2 separate regions of the Triticum aestivum genome follow, and region 1 is linked to region 2. The links are chromatin contacts, called in public Hi-C maps. All regions are on one chromosome and are shown on one strand. The core of a region is the stretch at or near the end of the contact, and the rest is flanking DNA. Distances in the headings are between cores, read along the strand shown.

Evidence for each region. Hi-C and Micro-C count contacts between places; a contact is called where the count stands out from the background.
Region 1: a contact with region 2 is called in a Hi-C map of leaf, with 8 times the contacts expected there. The contact joins the promoter of LOC123045960 here to the promoter of LOC123045958 in region 2. A contact is called at or near these places in 4 of 5 Hi-C or Micro-C datasets (leaf and root) and 1 of 1 datasets of contacts at active chromatin or transcription factors (leaf).

Annotation. Positions count from the first base shown.
Region 1 is chr2B:548,644,122-548,647,592 of IWGSC CS RefSeq v2.1, reverse strand. It overlaps LOC123045960 (adenine phosphoribosyltransferase 2), which reads right to left and starts at 1,365. Exons shown (of 7, transcript XM_044469216.1): 1 at 1,044-1,365; 2 at 831-941. The coding sequence starts at 1,194.
Region 2 is chr2B:548,375,222-548,378,864 of IWGSC CS RefSeq v2.1, reverse strand. It overlaps LOC123045958 (trafficking protein particle complex subunit 2), which reads right to left and starts at 1,632. Exons shown (of 5, transcript XM_044469214.1): 1 at 1,490-1,632. LOC123045956 (dol-P-Glc:Glc(2)Man(9)GlcNAc(2)-PP-Dol alpha-1,2-glucosyltransferase) reads left to right here and starts at 1,730. Exons shown (of 8, transcript XM_044469207.1): 1 at 1,730-2,097. The coding sequence starts at 2,008.

The DNA.
Region 1 (3,471 bases), core at 116-2,615, 270 kb before region 2:
CGCGCGCGCGCGCCCCCACCGGATTCCGGCGGTCCCGGCGCGATCTCCCCCCAATCGCCCGCCGGCTACATGCACGCCCCCTGTGACCCGGGCATTGAACACGTACAGGTACAGGCGATGCCACTGGCCCTGCTCGATCACCGCGGACCGTACAAGTGGCGCGACGGGGCCGGCCGGCGGGACGTTCGTTCGTTCGGCTGCAGGGACCATCGTAGTCCTAGTACCATGCGACGACAGCGCGAGGACACATCCCACATGCGCTGCAGAGACTATTCCGGTTAAATTGGCTAGCCTCCATCCATGGACGACTCTTCTTCCTCTTCCTCCCAGCGTGGCGGCATTGGCCCCTGGGTTTTATTGCTATGCTCTCTGGACCAGACCAGACCAAACCAGACCAGACGGTGAACTGATGAGGAAGACGCATACGTGTGCGTGCGTGTGTACGTGCGCGCGCGCGTATCTATACTGTTGCTAGTACCTAGTAGTACTGCAGCTACTGTTCTGTTATCTGAAAATAAGAGTTACTCCTACGAGTACACTACAGTAATGTGGTGTGGTGGTGATGACCTGATCAACGGCAGAGCGGAGCGGGGGAGACAAAGGGGGCAGGAATTATCTGCCGCGAAGACACGGCTAGCAGCAGGCCGGCGACGGTATATTCCACAGCACCAGCGCACCGAGCCAACGGCGCGCTCTCAGCGGCATTAAAGAAAGACGCACGGGCCGGCACCAGAGTGCACGCACGCGCGTGGACTGCACATGGCTCCTGCCTGCACTGTATGATTGACTAGCCAGCGGGCCGATCGGTCGGATAAGGGTGATGATTTTACCTGCGACGGCCGCGATGCCCATGCCGCGGTAGCGCTCCACGAACATGTCCACGGCGTCCTTGAACACGCCCGGCCGCAGCAGCAGCGCCGTGATGTCGTTGAACATGATCCCTGCACGCGCCGCACCAACGACCGACCAGACCAGAGCACATCAGACAGGAGAGTTATAGTTAGTCAGGAGTAATGGTTTCGCACGGAGATGGACGGACGGACCTGGCTTGGGGAAGTGCGGGACGACGCGGATGGCGTCGGAAATGCCCTGGAGGCGCGGGTCGGCGGCGCGGCCGTTGCCCTTCTTGGCCGGCGCCTGCGCCTCCACCACGTTGCCGCCGCCCTCGCCGCCGCTGGTGCCCTGCTCCCCCATGCCCGTGATGCCGACGCTCGCTCGTTCCTTGCTTGCTTTGCTTCGTCGTTTGATCTTCCTTCCTCTGAGTAGTGGTGGCTAGCGAGAAAGGCGTGTGTGCGTGTGTGTGTATAAATAAACACGAGGAGAGGCGCCGGGTGGACGTAGCCCGGAGGGAGGCAGTGCGAGAGAGTAGGGGTAGTTTTTATTATCCTTGGAAACCAGCCGGTAGCCAGGACCACCTGTGCTGTGTTTGCATACAGAAGGAGGGCTCGGCTCGCTCACTGGACAGTGGCCAACCTCTCCCCCGATTCATGAATGGCGACTCAGTGGGGCGTTGGCCGTTCCAGCCACGTCCCTGCACACAAGTTTTACTATTCCCTCCATTTTTCGCGCTTTTTAAGATTTAAGTTTGTCAGTAAATTTAATCAACGACCGACTGCGGCGGGAGCAAATACCACTGAATTCGTATTTTCGATATGAATTCAATGAATATGAATTCGGTGATATAATTTTTGCTTCCGCTGCAGTCTGTCTCGTTGGTTAAATTTACGGTTAAACTTATATCTCTAAAAGCGCGAACGCACTATATTGTGGAATGGAGGGAGTACTTCTCTTCGTGAGATTTTGCCGCGGCAGAGGTTGCATCTGAAACAAGATCTCGCTTCTAGCTACGGCAGCTAGCAGCTGCTGATTGAGACGTGTTTAACTCTTTGATGCGTCTGATTTATACTTCCTCCTTCCCAAAATAAATATGACTGATTAGTGCAAAGTTGGTATAAAGCTATACTAAACCAACGATGCATTTTGCCCTTCAAGAAGAAAAAACCAACGACACATTTTGAGACGAAGAGATCAGTTTTTTAGTTTTTACACGGCATATACTTTCCTTTGCTGGTTGCGCATAGGAATAAATCACAAAAAAACTACCATTTTTTTCTCTCTTTTTTTGCGGTGATACTTTTTTCAGTCATTGTTGGCTGAATAGTGATTGATGGGATTTCGTTGTTGCATTGTTTCTGATATAGTCCACCATTCATGCCGAGTGGTGATTGATTGGATTTCTAGTGGTGATTTCTACAGTTGACAAAATGAAAAAAAGGTTAAAATATATTAAAAGTAAATTATTTCCAAATTTTGTGAGTTTTTTCAAAGATGCAACTGAAAGTAGTAGGCACATTCTTATCAAACAATAATGTACACTAAACATGTGATTAGCTAAAAATGGGGAGAAAAAGCTCGGTAAACACTAAATGAATCATATGCGAACTAGGCATAGAGAACATATTCCATGCACCGGTCCAATTTATGCACCGGTAGCGCCCCTTCTAGTTGATACATTGGTTGTGAACAAGAGGGAGAGGATCAAGCTGAAAGATGGGTTGCTCGCATGTTTGCAAGGTAGTCCTATTTCCGCACTCCTGGGTTCGTTTCTTAAACATGAACTTAATACGATGGGCATATTTTAGTAAATTTAATGAAATGCTATTGCAATTTTCGTAAATGTTTTGTCGATGTTTTCATGTTTTTAACACATATCCCATATTGGGCTTATCTTGAACGTCTCGTCAAAACAAAAAAGGTGGTCAAATCAGATTCAAATCTGGGCATGTGGTTCAAAAATATAAGAATTTTGTCGTGTTTGGATATGGAAATAAAAGCATGGATTTGATTATGGGATAGGGCAAACTGTGGAATGTGGGTTGATTATCATAAAGCATGAACATCTTTCACAAACATGCCAACAATCCATCTTGTGTCACTCAGGTTTATATCCAACGGGCCCAAAAACTTGGGTGCACAGGTTCTTCCGTTTCACTAGATACGTTCTCACTAAGCATAATTCATTGCTAGATTACTATTGATGGAACATGTCCACTATAGTTCAAGTCCTAGACTTGACTCGGATGGTTGTATTTTTCTGCATTCATTTTAGGCTTCTGGTGATGTTTCTTCAATGGCCTGGCGTACCCCTCAACTACAAGGCATCTGCAGCGACTACATCAATCTCAAGATTTGTCGACTCATTATCTCAAAGATGTTCATATGGATAGGGTGTGCATGTGACCATACGGATGTGTGTGTGTGTGTGTGTGTGTGTGTGTGTGTGTACTATGTTTTTTCAAACACACTAAAGGAATCACATAACGATATCGTCCATAGAAATGTATATTTTTCTTATGGATGCTTTTTAGGGTGTAGCAGACGTACTTCCTTTTGTTGAATCTTTTTTACTCAGACAAATACCAAAAAAATCCAAGGGTCAGAAAATTCTGTCAATTGCGCTTCGCATCACCT
Region 2 (3,643 bases), core at 383-2,882:
CCTCTCTTGACATTCTCGCACGTTTTAGCCGTCCGCTATGCACCGGAGCTTCCGGAGGTCTGCGCTGAATATGCCCAAACCATCTCAGACGATGTTGGACAAGCTTCTCTTCAATTGGAGCTACCCCAACTCTATCCCGTATATCATCATTCCGGACTCGATCCTTCCTCGTGTGGCCACACATCCATCTCAACATAAGCATCTCCGCCACACCTAACTGTTGAACATGTCACCTTTTAGTTAGCCAACACTCAGCGCCCTACAACATTGCGGGTCGAATCGCCGTCCTGTAGAACTTGCCTTTTAGCTTTTGTGGCACTCTCTTGTCACAGAGAATGCTAGAAACTTGGCGCCACTTCATCCATCCGGCTTTGATTCGATGGTTCACATCTTCATCAATACCCCCATCCTCCTGGAGCATTGACCCCAAATATCGAAAGGTGTCCTCCTGAGGCACCACCTGCCCATCAAGGCTAACCTCCTCCTCCTCACACCTAGTAGTACTGAGACCGCACATCATGTACTCGGTTTTAGTTCTACTAAGCCTAAACCCTTTCGATTCCAAGGTTTGTCTCCATCATGAAACCATGAGTCACGGAGCAAAATTTTAACAATTGCACACTGCTCAGAGTAGAATAACAGTATAAAACCATAACAAACACAACATATCCTTCTCAAGTATAGGTGGGTTTGTGACTGAAATTGATACCATAGTTAAGCCAAGTCTGGTTCAAGAAGTTCTGGGCATCTCGCTGCAATTGTTTAGAGCAATCGTTTGCAAGATGGTGAACGCCAGCTTATATTGGATTGGAGATTCTGTCAAAATCAGAGGGACTATTTCGTGGAGGCCCCAAGTAGAATAACAGTATAAAACCATAACAAACACAACATATCCTTCTCAAGTATAGGTGGGTTTGTGACTGAAATTGATACCATAGTTAAGCCAAGTCTGGTTCAAGAAGTTCTGGGCATCTCGCTGCAATTGTTTAGAGCAATCGTTTGCAAGATGGTGAACGCCAGCTTATATTGGATTGGAGATTCTGTCAAAATCAGAGGGACTATTTCGTGGAGGCCCCAAGTGATCTAAGAGTGCATCAAGCATTATGAGAAAATCAAGAAAAATAATTATTATTGGGCAGATTTGAAGATACTTTGATCACTATTATTTTAAGACCAATGTGCTTAAACAATACAACACAGACTTTCTCATATCCCACCCATTCATCAGATCCCAATATAATTCTACTTCCACTGGTCATCACTTCTATAGCAATTCCTTCTTGGCCTGGCTTTGCCAAGACCCTATGTCTAGCTACAAATAGCGAAGTCAGTATTCAACTGTACGTGCTGTGCTCTGCTCAATACGATTAGACCTACACTACCGCTTCTTTTGACAAGCTATCTGCTGCTGGTTAACCAAAGACTAGATCGACCCATCCAAACCTAAGAAAACTCGAGATGGGGGAGAAGCAGAGTAGGAGCTGCTCACATGGAAAGGGCGGAGCGAAGACCGCAGAGTCTCCGGTCGCCGGAGCCGCCCGCCGGCGTCTTCCTGCTCGCGCCTCGGGAGAGATCAGAGGGTGGGAGATCTAAGCGCAACGAATAATGAGACCTCGCCCTCTTTCCCGTTCGCTAGGTACCTGACGGTGGTTGGGCCGGGCCAGTGTGTTGGGCTTGCAGAGCCGTGGGCCTGCCCGAACCGGTATGTTGTTACAGACGCTGGGCCTAGGTGTTGCGGCTGAAATCTCCACCGGTCTAGCCTGAGACCTCCGGCGAGACGCCGGCAGCAGCAGCAGCAGCAGCAGCGTAGCCGTCCGGCCGCGCCGTCTCACCGGCGAACTCGCTCCCGACGCCGCGGTCCTTCTGCAAGCTGCATAGCTTCCGACAAAACCTAGTAAGGACTCGTGTGATGAGCTCTGTGCTTCCGAGTTCTGAGCGATGAACTGGATCTGAAGCGTGCTGGCTCTCTCAAGTGGGCTTCCCGGAGTTGAGAGCCCCGCCTGCGGGATGGGAAGGCTGGCCGTTGCCGCCGCGGTGGCCGCATGGGCTATCCCGATCGCCGCCTTGGTTGACTCCATCGTGCCTGACCCCTACATGGTGAGTCCTCTTGCCAGGATATGCATGTCTAATGTCACTTGCTTATAGTCTGATGATGAAGTATAGTAGTATTCCGGCACTCTAGTTATCTGAATAAATGCTAATTACTACTCCCTCCGTTCCAAAATAGATGACTCAACTTTGTACTAACTTTAGGAACCAACAATACCATTTGTTTCACAACATCGTCATGTGTTAGGATTTATTTTTTTCACTGAAAACCACATACACTCCGTTTGGATGTTGATATTAAGGGCCATGAAATTGAATTGGCTCCAATATCAAATCTCCCAGACTTTGATATTGACATTGAACTTGAATTTGGTTGTTTGGATGTGCACGATATTGACATTTGGAATTCGCATGAGAGGCTAAATTCCGAAGCTTGTTTGGATGATCATTCTCTACATTGGAATTGCACTTTGATGTAATTTCTTTATAAAGAAAATGGTGTCAGTACACTGGTACCTATACATTTTGTCATTGGTTTTTAGTACCAACTATATATATGTAAGGAGCAGTAGCAAGTATTGTTCTGAGACAACACTCTGGATAGTAGCAACTACCATGTGAACTAGCGTTCTGAATCTGAAATGCATGAGCTTTCATAATTCAGACAAACACCGGCTGAATAAATGAGCTCGTACATACACGACACTACAAAGATGAAAATCAGATCTGTGCAGTTCAAGCACTCCACAGCAGAATATGAAGAATCATTCAGATCAATTTCGACAGTGGTTTTCAACATGTACATTAGGGCGTATGCCAAATTAAATAAACACTTCAGCATCAGCTACTAATGCATTGTCTTCCACATCATGGCATGCCGAGTACCAAAACAGAAGGACCAAAAGCAAAATTTGTATCAACATCTCACGACTATGAGCTGCAAAAGGTTAAGAAAAAAAACTCAGAATACTAGCACATGTGGGCGGGGATTAGAGGGGATTAGGGATTCTGTGTAGGGTTATGGAGGGAGCTAGGGGACGGTGGCAACGGGGCTACAGGAAGAAGCAGTCATGGGGGAAGCGGCGGTCGTGCCATCTGCCATGGGAGGCGGGTGTACAGAGGGACAAGCGCGCGGGATGGGTCAGGTGGACGCGCATGGAGGTGGGCGCATGCGGGGGAGGAGCGGACCCGCCGGAGAAAGGAGAGAAGAGAGAAGGAGGAGGAGGAGGGCGGAGAGGTCTGACCTGCGCCGTCGGAGCTCCCTGTCGTGTCTCTGTTCGTCTCCTCTCTCGGTCGGTTGCCTGTTTATTTTCCCTCGAGCGCGGGCGAAGCGGTAAGTTAGGCGCTCGATCCCGAATATCAGGCAAAGTCGAGCTCCTCTGCTCTGAATTCGGCAACAGCTACATGGGCTGTGAATGTGAGCCAGCCAATATCTTGGCCCAATTCAGCCAGGCAATACCCTAACCATCCGAACAATGGCATTCGGGCTGCCCAATGCCAATATCAATTTCAAGGCCTCAATATCAACATCCGAACGAGGTGATAGGGTTTGAAATTGCAATGACGATCGTTTGCCCAATGCTGTAAGCATTTG